Regions from separate parts of the Xenopus laevis genome. Here region 2 is linked to region 1. Evidence: chromatin contacts called from public Hi-C data. All regions are on one chromosome and are shown on one strand. Each heading gives the region's core, a stretch centred on a gene start, on an enhancer-like site or on the middle of the called end of the contact. The rest is flanking DNA. Distances are from core to core; before and after follow the strand shown.

The links. A called contact is a pair of places that touch in the nucleus more often than the background predicts.
Region 2: a contact with region 1 is called in a Hi-C map of the XL177 cell line, with 4 times the contacts expected there. The contact joins the promoter of jmjd7.L here to the promoter of sptbn5.L in region 1. A contact is called at or near these places in 2 of 4 Hi-C or Micro-C datasets (the XL177 cell line and the XTC cell line).

The regions. Positions count from the first base shown.
Region 1 is chr8L:96,566,165-96,573,807 of Xenopus_laevis_v10.1, forward strand. sptbn5.L (spectrin beta chain, non-erythrocytic 5) reads left to right here and starts at 3,335. Exons shown (of 68, transcript XM_041573253.1): 1 at 3,335-3,457; 2 at 7,175-7,342. The coding sequence starts at 3,341.
Region 2 is chr8L:96,778,683-96,786,325 of Xenopus_laevis_v10.1, forward strand. It overlaps jmjd7.L (a long non-coding RNA gene), which reads right to left and starts at 3,481. Exons shown (of 3, transcript XR_005963473.1): 1 at 2,535-3,481.

The DNA.
Region 1 (7,643 bases), core at 2,085-4,584:
AGAAGCCAGCCACCTTACAGTCCCAGCCTTTTAGCTTGTATCAGAGGTAAATGACCTCCTGAAGTAAATGTATATTAAGTGTATTGTTACAGCTGTATGTAGAATATTGTAATTACAGGGCATACCCATACAATATATTTTATAACATGTACAATATGTGACACAGGATAGCTCTAACAGTTGTTGCTTCCCACTGCTCTTTGGCTTTGCTGCTCTGTTATCTTCTTTCAAGCCATCAGTAGATCTTATTATTGCAATTTGCTATTGAGATTTTCAACCTAATCCCCAGAAATAGGAAATCATCTAGCCTGTAACACTAGCCTGTAACACTATATGGCATTCTTCAGCTGACTTTCCCAACTTTACATCCCTGGCACATTAACAGCTGATGTCCCAGGAGACCGTGATTAACAAAACATTCCTATTGCTACATTGGAAACCATTCAATCTTTTGCATGAAAGAATTTTTATATGGTAGTGTAAAAGGTCTTTCCTGATAACAGAACATTTCTTTCAGCTATTAATGTGGCATGAAAAATGCAACTCATTTGCACGCAGGGGAATAATTAAGGCAGTTTTCACACCCAGTGGAGATGTTATTTAGTTTTTAGTGTGTGCTGAATTTAATGGGATTGTACCCCTCAAACAACACTAAATAAACAAATTGCTCTCCTGTATATACAGTAGGAGCTTGTCAAATGTCATCTAGCACAGGCTATGTTGAATGTGTTCTACCAAACATTGTCAGCTGGGGCAGCACAACTCTTTCAAAAGCCCACAGCATCAGGTCATGACATTTATCAAAAATGTGGTGAATAGAAACAGCTCTTGTTGGCTTTTGGAAAGTTATATCTGCTGTGCAGGTGCATCCTCCTACCTGTCAAAGGTCACACCTTGTCTGAAATCCAACGCTGCCATTACTTTATAATATCCACCATTTGGTTCAGGATTCATCTGAATCTCTATAAAACTCTTTATTTTAGCCCCTTGGTCTCAAATGTAGGTGACCCAAACATAATTCTGTAGAGAATGGATTGTGTAGTGGGAATGCTGGCTATTAGTGCAATATCAGCCATCTTGCTTTTATCTAACATATGCAGATTATGTGATGGTTTGCTGATATGACAATGTAATTATACAACAGAGGAGCAGACGTAGTGCTGTTTGGTGGGGCTATTTCACAACAAGTACTAAGTTGACCTGGAACAGTAACCCAAAGCAACCAATCAGCAGGTAGCATTTACTGGTCACGCGTTTACAAGCAAATATTGGTTACTGCTCCTGGGCAAGCCTTTTATTACATATAGGGGTTGGCTTATTAAGTAATTCTTACAGGTCAGATCTTAGGGACATAAAACCGGTGGCCAGGTATACACAGAACAGACAGGGATATCTTTGGAGGATGATCTTTTATCAGCTGGGCCCTTTGTTTTAGGAGATCTATGGAAATGTTTATTGCTACTGCTGTTGGGCAACATTAACGCTTAATATTGTGAGTATGGCCATCTAATGTACATTTCTGTAAGCCATGGTTGACCAAGAATGTTTACAAACCTATTAGATCTCAAGCAAAATACCCTGGTTTGAATCTATATTGTAACTCCGTATGACAGAGTTTTGGAAGAACATATATAATAGGTGCTATTTAGGGTTATATATATTTGCTGCATTGTCAGATCTGGTCACCATAATCTTGTTCCCATGCATATAGTGGCCGTATAGTGGGGAACATCTTTTAAGTGGGACATTATGCCTGTTAAAAAGGTAAAATAATTGGGGGAGTTGGTGAGTTTCTAAATGGGAAGACTATACAATGTACAGCAGATACATTTTTATGTATCAGAAAATCTCTAGTTTTTAGCATTCTATTGACAGGAGAGCAGCACATTAGACTAGTAGCCTGAAAAAAGTGCTGCATTTATTACAAGAGAAATGAATTGCAAGCTATTTCACAAATAACTCAAGAATATGACAATGGGTCATGTTCCAGAATTTAGACCAGGCTCCTTTCATTGTCTCCTAAATACCCATGCCCCCAATTACCAGCAATTCAATTTGTTCTCTATATCCATTTCTTTCAGCCCCTGTGTGTGTGACTGCTGTGGACCCCATTGATGTTGTTCATTTTCAGCTCCCAGAGCTTAGTATTTGTTTTGCCCCTTTCTAGCACAAAATGTCAGTGACAGTTATAGGGTGGTGTCTTCTTGAGTACCTTAGAAAAAATCTGTACATTGGCAAATAAACAAGCAAGTGTATCATTCTTATCATAAGAACTGCAAGCTGAAAGCTTAGTAGTTAATGAGTCCAAAAGTCTAGTATGACAGCGGTTATAAATAGACAGGTTCCTGACACTGGGATCTGAAATTATAATGATCTTTAACTGACATACATCAGGCATTAACCAAAGGAAGAACAATGTGGCTGTACAATATACAAGGTCCTCATGTGGGCCAAGGCATCAAGCTGCTTTTTGTAACCCAAAGATTTATTTAATATATCTTTCAAATCATATTTAAAGTTGGTGGGATTCGTATGAATTTAATATAGATACACAAAACTGTGCAGCTAAGTTTCTTCTCTTTTTGATGTGCAAAATGGAAATCTTGTCTTATACAACTGGCACATTTTGACATAATTACTTGCACTGGACACTTTTAGGGGAATCCCATTCAAATTTGAGTGATTTGTCCCCCACCCAACAAGCAACAAAACACATGGGGCAATAAAAATATTTCTGTCTGCCATCTCCCCAAACTATGCACTATATGAGGATGTAACCTTTCTTGTAGTCGCATTATTGTGCACAAATGCTTTACTGCAGTGTTCCCCAACCACTTGCTCGAGAGCAACATGTTGTTTACCAAATCCTTGGATGTTGTTCCCAGTGGCCTCAAAGCAGGTGCTTATTTTTGAATTCCAGGTTTGAAGTAAAATTTTGGTTGCATAAAAAACAGATTTACTGCCAAACAGAGCCTCCTATAGGCTGCCAATCAATATAGGGCTATCAAATAACAAATTATAGTCCTTATTCGGCATCCCCAGGAACTTTTTTGCATGCTGGTGTTGCTCCACAACTCTTGTTATTTGAAAGTTTGGGGATCCCTGGTGTACAGGATATAGGAGTAAAGGATATAACATGCAAATTCCAATGAAGAAAATAATAGATAATGGCAGGCCGTGCGCAGTTAACAAAAATAGGAGCGATAAGGAACTAATTTGATATAGGACAGAGGTAATGTTTGGAAAATAAAATATTGTGTCATGCATGTGTCAGCAGCTTACCAACAGTACAATTTGAAGGATTGTATCATCATTATTCTGTATTATTCCAAAGGTCAAAATGGATGAAGAACTGCAGGATTACGAGAAGGGGCATATAAAAAAACTGCAGGAGCAGCGCATGGTTATGCAAAAGAAGACCTTCACCAACTGGATGAACAATATCTACAGAGAGAATGTAAGTGGAGCCGAGCCGGGCACCTGTGCCATGCAGAATGCTCACCTGTGTTTATATGATTCATCAGCTTGGTCATAGTGTATAGTTGTAATAAAAAGCTGGGATTTATACTCTGCTTCTTGCATTCTGGAAAATGAGCTCTGGCGGTACTCTTTGATACTGGCACACACTGCTGACTGCTTCCCAAGTTTCTGTTAATGCGCAGAGACAGAGGAAAGGGACATCAATGTGGGGTAATTACCAAGAGATAATTGTGGCCTCTGCAGATTGTAATCTGTAATCTACATCCTTACAGTTGTTGCACAAATATGTTTTTTCTAAGCATGTTCCCCTAAAATAAACCCTTGTGGTAAGGCCTAAACAACTGCCCTTTTTATGTATAGTGCTGAAAGTTGCCCTCCAATATTTTCTCGAGAGAGGAGAGGCCTTATTTAATGCAAATCATTAAGGACTTTCTACAAACATGCCAATGTAGGCAAATTGTATTTTAATGTGAATCTGGTGCTTTTCACAGAGGCTTAAGTGATCCCTGTATTTTACATTTGCCACTGACCATGCGAAAAAGGACACAAATTATGTGAAATGTGCTCTAAAGCATGACCATGACCTGCCCACATGGCAACCATTTTGTCATGGTCACATTTGTGCACAGTTTTTTAACCAGCACAGAATTATGCTCCTAAATTGTTTTGTAAAAACCTTTGGAACAATATTGGTGTGGACAGAATTACACTGTTAGTGGAAAAAAACAAAACATTGTGAAGAGAAAAAAGAGGTGAAATATGTAGTTTTTTTGCACACAATAGTAAATCTTACCCAATAACTCATGAGCCAGAAGCCATAAGAATGACAAAGGGTTTCTCTGCCGAATCACTGAACTTTTCCTACAGCCAAATTGTGGTGATCTAACGCCCACATCTGCCATGCCCTTCTGACATGTAAAGTGATTTGATAATAAACTACTTGTGCTCGAACAAACATGAGAGAGAATATTTTCATAAATGGAAAAGTGCTGGAAAGAGAGACATACAAAATGTCTATTTTAAAACGCACATTTTCACCATATAAGTACAATTTATGATATCATCTTTTATAGAATTATGGCTGCTGCTCTCTGGAATCTGGACCCTTTATTGCAGCCTTGCTGCAATAAACATGTTGGTAATAAGATTTATTTATGCAGGGTAATAAACTTTGCCCAGAGATTAACATTATCTTTTTCATGGAATGCCAATTCCTTATTTCTAGACACACTGGTAACTAAAGGGCACCGCAATCCAGGCATTAGCAGTGTATGAATCAAGTGCACACCTTCCTCCGTGATTTTTATAATGGCTATAATCCAACTGCTCCATTTTACTACCCTTCTCCACCTAGATTATTAACCACACCACATAATCATACATGTGCCTTAACTTACCTCTCCACCTACAGAACCACACATCTTTCTACCCACACCAGAAGAAGCAAATAATCAGTTTTTGGATATAAGTGGGTCTGGGTGCACATACCCCAGATCTTCAGCAGAGGGAGTTTGCACTAAAATACATCATTGCAGGCTGGCACCAAACCAGACCAAGTAGTTAAAAAGCAGGAGCCATGATTAAATTTAAAATTGTTTGGATTTATTTTTCGTTATGTATAAAAAAGAATGCCTTATGCTTTTCGTGTCACCAAGAGACATTTAATCATAATCACAATGTGTTGGATTTTCCATCCAGATTAAGATGCAAAGCACAGTAGTCACTTTTGGATTAAGGTCCCAAGTGATTTTGCACCACAGTTTTGTGCTACACCCATATTTGTTTTATTGCCCGTAGTAAATTAGCCCCAATGTGTTTAGTCAAACCCTACTTTTATGCTCTTGCATTTTATGCTGTTTTTTTATCAGTCCCCTCCTAGTGCATTTCAATGAGTGCATTTTCTGGATTCTAACTTTGGTTTTCCTGCATTTTTCACTATAATTTTGCCAGTATTCCTTCAAAACATCTGTATGTCCTCTGTGAATGTTACTTTTTCACTTTTTCATTGTGAAATATTTGAATTTTTGTCATATTTTAACTTGTTTTTTTATGGTTTACACCAATTCTAAAGTCAGACCCCAGTTGTACATCAATTTATTTTACTATTCCCACATATTATTTATTTTTATGGTCCCCTAGAAGACATAATTTGATTTTGTCTGTATTTTTGTGTATCATATAGATTATCAGAACAAGGCCCTGTTTAGTTTTTTTTTTTAATTGCACCTGCTTGATTCGTTAGAATGTTTGCATGATACAGCATGCTCTTTGACTGTAGTTTGCAGTAAATCCCTGTTGCATTTACATAAGTTAAGTCTTAAAATGGATTTAATTTTTTATATGTTGAAATTTCGATACTCCATATCTTCATATTCAGATATAGATAATGGTTCCCACAAAGTGGAAAAAATGGTGTAAGTAAGTTCCTGGTCCTTATCATTCAGAATTCACAAGCTGGGGGATGCAAGACTCTGGGGAGCATTGAGCTGCCTATTTCTTTGTGCATGACAGCCCTTCTCTCTGTGCAAATCCCCTACAGGGGTTAGAGTTTGGTAAATATTTATATGGAATTATAGAAAGTCTTACTGCACATGGATTTATCAAACTGTGAAGGGGATATCCCTTTCCTTCATTTGGCCATTTCAAGCTGACCTACTTTACAAGGGGGTTTGACCCCTGAAACGCTGCGTTTAGCTTGCGCTATTGCAAAAATGAAAATTTAATATAATCTTTAGCTTATTCATGTAAGATACTTTCTAAAATACATTTCCCCTTTAACCTTTTTTATTAACATTCTATTATAAGTGGTTGACACACCACCAGCACTGTATTGTAGTAGAAACCATATGTGACTTGTCCAACACAATTTTCGCTTGCACTCACCGGCCCTCCTTCGTTGTTCCTGCTAGGTGCCCAGTCCTTGGGGGATACGGCGATCCCCACAAATCAGTATTGACAAAGTGGAGAGAACTGGCACTCAATAGCAATTGCAAAGGGGTTACCCCCTACGTGTTTATTCAGTCAAACAAATGCACAACATTTCGGGGGCTTTTTTGTGCATTTGTTTGACTGAATAAACACGTAGGAGGTAACCCCTTTGCAATTGCTATTGAGTGCCAGTACTCTCCACTTTGTCAATACCATATGTGACTTGGTCAGGTGTGCGATCCCCATAGTTATTATTCTAATTGATATTGGCCTAGTTTCTTTGCTGAATCTGCTAAATACATATATAACAAGTGAAACAGCTGTGAATGTTACTAATAAACTATGCATTCTTCATTTGCACACCAGTTGGTTGACATACATTGCCACTGTTTAAGTGCTGCTCCCTACAGAAAAACTGTCTGTAGTGTCTAATTCTTGGACAAGCACCCTCTACTTTACAATGTGGTAAAATCCTAATTTGAGGCCTGCTATCTCAAACTTTGCATCCTGCTGCTACTGACTGCATGGCTATGGTATGATATCTTCTAGGCTGTAAACAATACACAAATGCCATTCTGTGCATAGCCAGTTAGACGCAGAACTACAATACATTGTAAGAAATATATTATTGTAGATAGCACTGCAGTCTACATAATGTAGCACCCATTTGTGTAAGTACGGCTGTCTATTTTCCTTTTATCTGAATTAAAGCAAGGCCCAAGTTCTTGAAAAAATATTTTCATCTCCCTTTCTTTTTTCTGTTTAGGGTTGCAACCTTATTACTGATATCTACACAGACCTGCAAGATGGACTATACCTGCTCTTACTTTTGGAGTTAATTTCAGGGGAGCAGCTGCCTAGACCTGCACGGGGCAAGATGAGAGTCCATTTCTTGGAAAATAACAGCAAAGCTCTGACTTTCTTAAAATCCAAGGTAAGTGCATGCCCCTGTAAACTCTCAGTGCTTTTGGAGCTTACATTTTATCAATCATTCCTCTACTATATATATATATTTATTATATATTTTCCTATGTTAAATGTATATAAGGCACTATTTGTACTGTTTTTTTTTCCAAAGGCAATACAAAATCTTCAGCAAAAGAGAATTGACATGTTAGCATGATCAGAGTGGGGGAAAACTGAACCAACTGCCGTGCAGAAAGGCTAGATAATTCCAGCTTGTATTGTGTACCTTGGGATGTATATTAATGTCTGCTTTGGATATTTTCTGGTCA
Region 2 (7,643 bases), core at 2,231-4,730, 210 kb after region 1:
ACATATGCAAATTAGTATTCGGTTCGTTATTTGCCTGAATCTTTCGAGAAGGATATGGGGGTTCGGCTGAATCCAAAATAGTGGATTCAGTGCATCCCTAGTTTTTATTCCTATGCCATCTATCTGCACTTGCAGGATTTAATTTTTCCTTATGGTATTTTACATGCACAAATAGATTCCAATATTGTTCACTATTTACATTGTCTCTTTCCCACTGACAAGTCTAACTATAACTTTGTGATTCCAGAGAATCTGTACAGTTCCCACCAAGGAAAGCAATGGTAATTCAGGTTCCAGAATCCATCAATTCAACTGGGAACAAGGGGTGGGTGAATTTAAATTATACCAACACCAGAAGTTGAACCTTTTTTTTTTTACATCTACCATAAAATTTACTGTGCATGCTTCTTATAATTTTGTAATTAAGTATTTGCCCAATGCTTTTACATTACCTACCTGACTCCCTGTGATCGCCTATGAGGGGGCTGCCATTTTTGTGCAGCAGAAATCCATTAGCATTAGAAACTAACTGACATGCTGAGATGGGACAGTCAGGTTGGCAAAACCGTCAGGTTTAGGAACTTCAACTAACAATTACTTCAAAAAACAAACCTCTCAGCAAAAAAACTATCCGCATGACCTATAGGTAACATTTAATATACATTCATATTTTAAAAAGTAGTTTTTTAGTGTCAGTATCACTTTAAGGGGGTGGAAGGTCCCTTAAGCAAAACTACATGATCTTATGTCCATTTGAAGGTCTACTCTGAAGCAGCAGTATTTTCCCAGGTGACTTCACTGTGGCTGAAGCAAAAAAAATTCATAATCCTTTCACAGCAAATATTGCTTTCAATGGGGGTTGGCAGAGAACAAATAAATAAAATAATTTTAATGTTTCCTTGAGCTAAAAAACATTTTTTATTTATACACACATGCACAGTCCTTAGACCTTCCGCACACCATTCACTAGGGAAAACCCAGGTGTTACCATAATACTCTGTACTATTTAGTAAAAGATAAGTGCACAATAGGATTTTAATTCTAATTAAAAACAATTAATTCTCATTAAAAACAGGCTAACGTTTCATTCTCCATCTAAGATATTTATCAAGACCTTATGTATTTTTAACTTTTTTTAAAAATCCAGATGTGCACCTATCTTTTTACAAATATATTGCACAAGAGCCATGGATAACCTGTAAATTATATCCTCATAATCGGAGCTCAGTGATGTAATTTCTTTTAGAGTTTAGAGGAAGGGCCCATGAAAATATGCCTAGGGCTCATAGTGGCAAGAAGTCCCATTGTTTTTACAGAAACTGACCAAGTGTAACAGTTGACACCCTAATTCTAGAACTGATGCCAAGCACCCTGGTCTCGGCTCATGCTTCTGCCTGTAGCAGCCGCCTTTGGGCTTGGGAGGAGCCCTCAGCTACTCAGATGCCGCCAGTTCTTATGAGAGGTGCAAGGCAAGGGGTTCTAGACAGGCAGAGGGGCACAACAGTAGGCAAAGTCTTTGGGCAGAAGGTTGTGGTACAAGGCGTTAGGCAATAGAGTAGTCAGATCAGGCCGGGTCGGGTCGGGCCAGGCAGAGAATAATCGTAGTCAGGCAGGCAAGGGTCAAACCAGGAAGTCAATCAGAAGGGTTTCAGAATAAGCATAGTCGGATATCAGGCAAGGGTCAGGATACAGAGGTCAGAATCGTCAATAAGCCAGGCAAGGGTCACAACAGGAATCAGATATACAGATTAGCACAATGCTCAGAAGCTCCAAGAACAAAAGAAACGGGCAATGATCACCAGCCCAATTGTGCCTTATATAGCGTTTGATTTTCACGCCATTGCGCGCCGGCGTCATCAAGCCAGCATGTCCGCGTCAAAATAAGGAACAAGACGCGGGTGTGCGGGCCCTGAGTATCCAATGTGGCGGCCGAAGAAGAGCGGCATGGTGGGCGTCCCCACCGCACGACTGGACCACCAGGGTGAGTGATTTTTATTACACAAAGTTATGAAACAGATCACATGTTAAAATGATAATTATAGTTTCCTTCATGATAACTCACTGAGAGTTTCTACACCAAAAATTATTCTACTCAGTATATATTCCCAGCTTAATTAACTAAACAAACATCAACACAATAAAACAGGAACAAATTTGTCTACATTCATCAGGTGGAAATTCAAACTACATTATACATCCCCTAACAAAGACAAGGATTCTGTAAAACAAACAAATACCTAGACAGATTAGAAAAATATCAAAACTTAAAATATTCGTAACCCAATCTGTTTTTGAAGCTGGAAGTTTAGGTACTACAGTCCCATTAAGTGACAAAACTGCCCTTGTAACATTAGCCTCACTCACAGTGATCATAAGACACAGAATAAGACATAGAATAACCTATTTTTTCTATGGTATGAAAACGCATATTTACATCTTTTACAAAATAATTACTCAGAGGAAAGACATGTACCCAATAGTTTTCTGTAATTACAATCAATCCAAATCAAAACAAGTGAATCAATAGGACTTACAGGATGTTATGGCCGCTGATTCACCTGGCCAGAAATTAACAGCATCTGGACTCTTTCCTTGGATTAAAGAATAAGAAAATGACCCGGTGAATTACAATATTAGAGACATTACACACATTTACTGGGAACACTCTTGGTGTTTAACTTTGTAAATCTTAGTATACCAAATGAAAAATTCCAACACATTCTTTAAGGCATGAGCCACACTAGGTATTATTCCACTGTAATTATAAAGTGGTTAAGTCAAACAGGTTGTGAATAATGGAACTGTATAGATGCAAAAAGCAGTTCTCACTCCATGAATCTTGCTGGATAAACCAGATTGACCAGATAACAGCAATCCCAATTGGCCTATCAGGACATCACTTGTGATACTCAATTGCAGTTGCTTGCTATAGCATTATTTGTGGCCCCATTTATATTTTTTAACATATTATAATCTATTTTGTTACTTTACATCTATTTGGTTACTTTAATACACATGCTGATAAGAAGATGGACTGCAGCATATATTTTTTAATGGAAGACCTAATGCGAAAATGATCCTGGTTGGATCATCAAAGACAAAGGTGATTGAAATGAATAGTAGGAACAACAGAGCAAGACAAGCAAACCTACTAAAGAACACGGGTGAATTTAGGGATATCAGACTGAAATGCCGAGATTTAGAGTAGTTCCATGTAACAGCAGTTCAGACAGCTGCATTGAACAACAAACCCTTAAAACCGGGCATATATTATATAATATTATGAGACCATTGGGTATTCGGGTAGTGTACAATACAGCATATCAAAAGTTTTGAATGAACTACATTACCCAGTGCTTCACTGATTTCTTCTCCACAATGTCCAGGAAGTCTGATAAAAGCATGCTTCACTCTTCAGGCATGACAAACCTGTTCTTGTGCATCTGCATAACCATTTGGGGCGACGGTCACACTAACTTTCTAGGAGTCTACACAAGCACTACATAAAGGAGAATATTCACAAATGAATATGTAGTTTTGCACAATGCAATTTTAGAATGTTGAAGGCATACTGCATTGTAAATAAAGTTTGAAAGCAACATTAAAAAAAAAAACAACAAACATTTAGTTTTGTATTCCTTAAACTAAGCTGCAACTTAATGGAACCCACCTGTTTCTCATCAACTAAAGATGTCTCATAGAAAGGACACCTGGTGACTTCCAGGATTCTGTTTCAGAGATTATTCTTTAATTAAAAAGCAAAAGGGTCAAAGCAAACCCGGTCTAAACCTGGATGGTAAGAGTCAGCTGCCATTATCATACCAGAGATAACCAAAGGTCCATTTCTGAAGGGCTGGCCAGTGAGTAATGGCATTGCGAATGATACAAGGTCTGGGGATATCCATTCTTGATAAAACTGCAATGGAGAGGGTTTCAACTATCTGATTGCCCCGGTCCAAATTAACCTAGCAACCATGCATTGGTTTGAATAAGAGACTGGAAAATGAATAGGAGATGCCTGTTAGAAAGATAGAAAGATGAGTAGTAAAAAGTAGCAATAACAATAAATGTGTAGCCTTTGTGGTAAGGTCACCACTAGGATACCTGAAAAAGTCCAGGACAGAGCTTATTTAAGCCCCAGGTTCCTAACAGAGTGATTCAGGACTGCTAATCCAGCCTGGGTATTTTGTTGTTCTGAGGCATCTCAGGTGGATAATTAAAAAGGCAGCTCAAACCAGAGTGTGGAGCGCCTGTCTGAAAAAAAGACAGAAAAGCTGCCTGTGTGAGCTGACTGAGGGGGATTGAAATCAATACAAGGTTTGGGATTTTGTATATTCCTCAATGTACTCTCTTTTGGGGAGACAGGCGGTTGGCCTCCTCCTGGTTAGTTAGGAAAACATAACTGTATTAGTTAGAAGCCCATTAAGTGGCAAGAATTTTACTTTGAATTGTTTGTTTTGTTTATTTCTGCTGCAAGTGACAATAAACTGCCAAAAAGAGACTACACTTTCATGAGTTTTGGTTGTGCTATGGGCTGTGTTGCCCCAGAAAACTGATCCCAGCTACCTAAACCCTTACACCTTACAGAGCATTTGTTTTTTAGATGGGGTCAGTGACTCCAAAGAGTCAGAAGAAGAAGACAAACAATTCAAAAACTATAAAGATTAAAAAATAGAATTAGCATAGCCTTTTCCAAGCTTTTGACATCTAATGGAAAAAGTCAGGCGAAAAAAATTTGGAAAGTGTCATTAAGCTGCCAGCTAGTGAGTGACTGGCAGGAAGAGGAAGTCACAGATACTGGCAAAAGAGAACAGCCTGGCATAGAGAACAACATGGTGGACCGAGAAAGAGACCAGAGAGCTACCGTGGGCCCAGAGAGCTGAGAGGCTCCACCAAAAGCAGACATTTGGATCAGGTTGGCACAGGGAAGCCAGATACTGTGCCTGGAGTGACAGAGGGGTAAATTTACTAAAGGGCAAAGTGACAAACGCTGGTGACAATTATCCAGCGTTAACACTTTTAGGCACTTCACCGATTTACTAACAGGTGCAGGCGTCTGTTCGCTAGCGAAGGAGATAGACGCTAGTGCTGATTCGCACTCGAACGCCAGGCGACTTTTCATTCTTGTGTAACTTCTTTTCATTCTTGTGTAACTTCTAATGGACGTTACTCCACAAATTCAGATCTTACTGAGCGTTACCTCTTTCGCCAGACTTGCCTTTGCCAGCTCAGACCAGGTGAAGTGCATTGGAGTGCATAGAACTTTCTCAATCTTCTGTTACTTACATCATAATTTTGAGTGGAAAGTCCAAAAGATGATGGTGACAATTCATTTTTCAGGATGATAGGCTGCAAAAGGCATACATTTTTTTTTCGCTACCTGGTTTCCCCCATACATTTTATAACATATGGAATATTATATTATAGTGGGCTCATGTGTAGGGCATTAAAACAACTTAGACCTCCATTCATATTGAAATTTCCCGCCATTTGCAAATTAGCCTGAGCGAAGACCTCAGGTTGTGCTAGGCAGAATTGACCGCTAGCGCTTCTTCGCTTTGATTTGCTCGCACTGGCGAAGTAACGCTAGTGAAAATTCGCCAGCATCTGTCGCCTGGGACAAAACTCCGCAACTTAGTAAAGGCGAAGGAATTCAGACTGGAGAAGCAACCGGCAGGAGATTCCAATCTGAGCATCCAAAGGGGCCGGTTGCCGCACTGTATGTCTGAATGTGCTCTACTCGCTTGAAGAGAAACTGTAAAGCATCCAAAGAGGATTTGGAGTGAGTATCCAGTTTAAAGGGACAGTACCCAAAAAAATCGCTTGAAGATACAGACACTGTTTATTGAAAGGACATTGCCTTTTTTTAGTTAGGTAGACAGATTGCGCTAGCAAGTTAGTTAGTGAGGCCCTATTGCCACCGGTTAGGAGTGCTGCATGTACTAGTTGGCCATTTATTTTAGATAAACAGTTATTCAGTTTAACCAATTATGTGAGGGCATTATTATTTTGTTCCTAGTGAGGCCACCCGTAGGTGCATTCCCAGATCCCACTAGGTGGGAGTGGCTCAGGTTTGTCCCGTGCCATCTGGTAAACATCACACGTGGAGTATAACACTGACAAAGAGGTGTCAAAGGGGTTGCACTATTTACAAATACATTGACACAAGGAGTAAAGAAAGTAGCACTATAATAAAGAATATACACATATATAAATATTTAAGTTGCACGTACTTAAGAAGCCTAAGAAACAAATTCAAGTAATACACACGGAGCTCTGTCCAGCCTAAGAAAAAGGTGCATGTGCTCGTGTATGGGGACAAGCTAACAAGGGCATGCGGTTACCCCTAACTCCTTCAGAGAAACTCTGTAGACAACTCCATAAATTGTGCCCCGTTTCTGCCATTCCCTCTCTGCATCAAGCCTATATTAACCACGCTATCCTTAGAACAGGACGACCACTGCCGGAAAATTGGCCAATCAACTGATGCCTGGCACTGACTAAAACAACGAGCCACGCTGTCAGCGTCAAAATATCCTTCATTTGAGGCAGAAATTGAAGTGTTTCAGCGCCATCTATGGGCTGCAATTCGGTAATGCAAGAGAAACAGTTGACTGCACATTCTGAGGCTAAAGAAAGAAAATCATTTGTATTGGACCCAGGTTCCCCCCCCAAAAAAAACCCCATAATATATTTACACATTGTAACCCTGATAAATGTCCGAGGGAACTGAAACACTGGCTCACACATAAAAGGTGTGCAATGCAGTTTATCTGAACTCAATGGGTGAATTCACAAAAGTGTCGGTAAAATAAGGAACCCAGAAGTGGCGGTCATCAAATATTTTAAATGTCGTACGGACGGCAAATTCACAGTCTCTGAATGTCTCGTAAGTCCGACAATTTTCTAAAATGTCGTATAACTTTTTGTTGGAGGAACAACATTTTACTGAGCGTTTTCAAAAAATATTTTAATTTTGGAGAGCCTACTGTGTCGTATAAATTTTCGCAAAATGAATGAATGAGTTTACAAGCAAGTCAGACAAATGTCTGGAAACGTGGTGCCGAAAAAAACACTTTTAAAAAATAAATTGGAAGTTAAAGACATTCTGTCCTGACACTTTTGGGAATTCCCCCCAATATGTTGGACTTCAATGTGACTGTGGCTACTTGTTTGGGCTTTAAAGATATAGTTTTTGCTTGTGTGTGTGTCTATATATACACACAAAGTAGAGTGGAGCACCAACCTGTCCAACATACTTTACAGACAATGCATCCCAAGGGACTCAATAGGGATTATGATCTATATGCCTTTTTTTAACATACAATGTTAATGCATACAGGAGTAGTTCTGTGATTATGATTATTATTTATGTGACACACTGTGAATTCATTATTAGACATTGGAACCTTGAAATTAATATTGGAAAGCAACTATGATGTAACTCGTATTACCTGTTTTTGGTTTGCTATGCATTATGCAAATGAAGGGCGTGTCAATCATATGTGTTTTGCTTTATAAAAGAGAAACATTGCTTGCTCGATTTGGTAAAATCCTCTATATATATATATATATATATATATATATATTACAACCATTATGCAATTATGTTATATAGCCTAATTAATATTGTTCATGGTGTG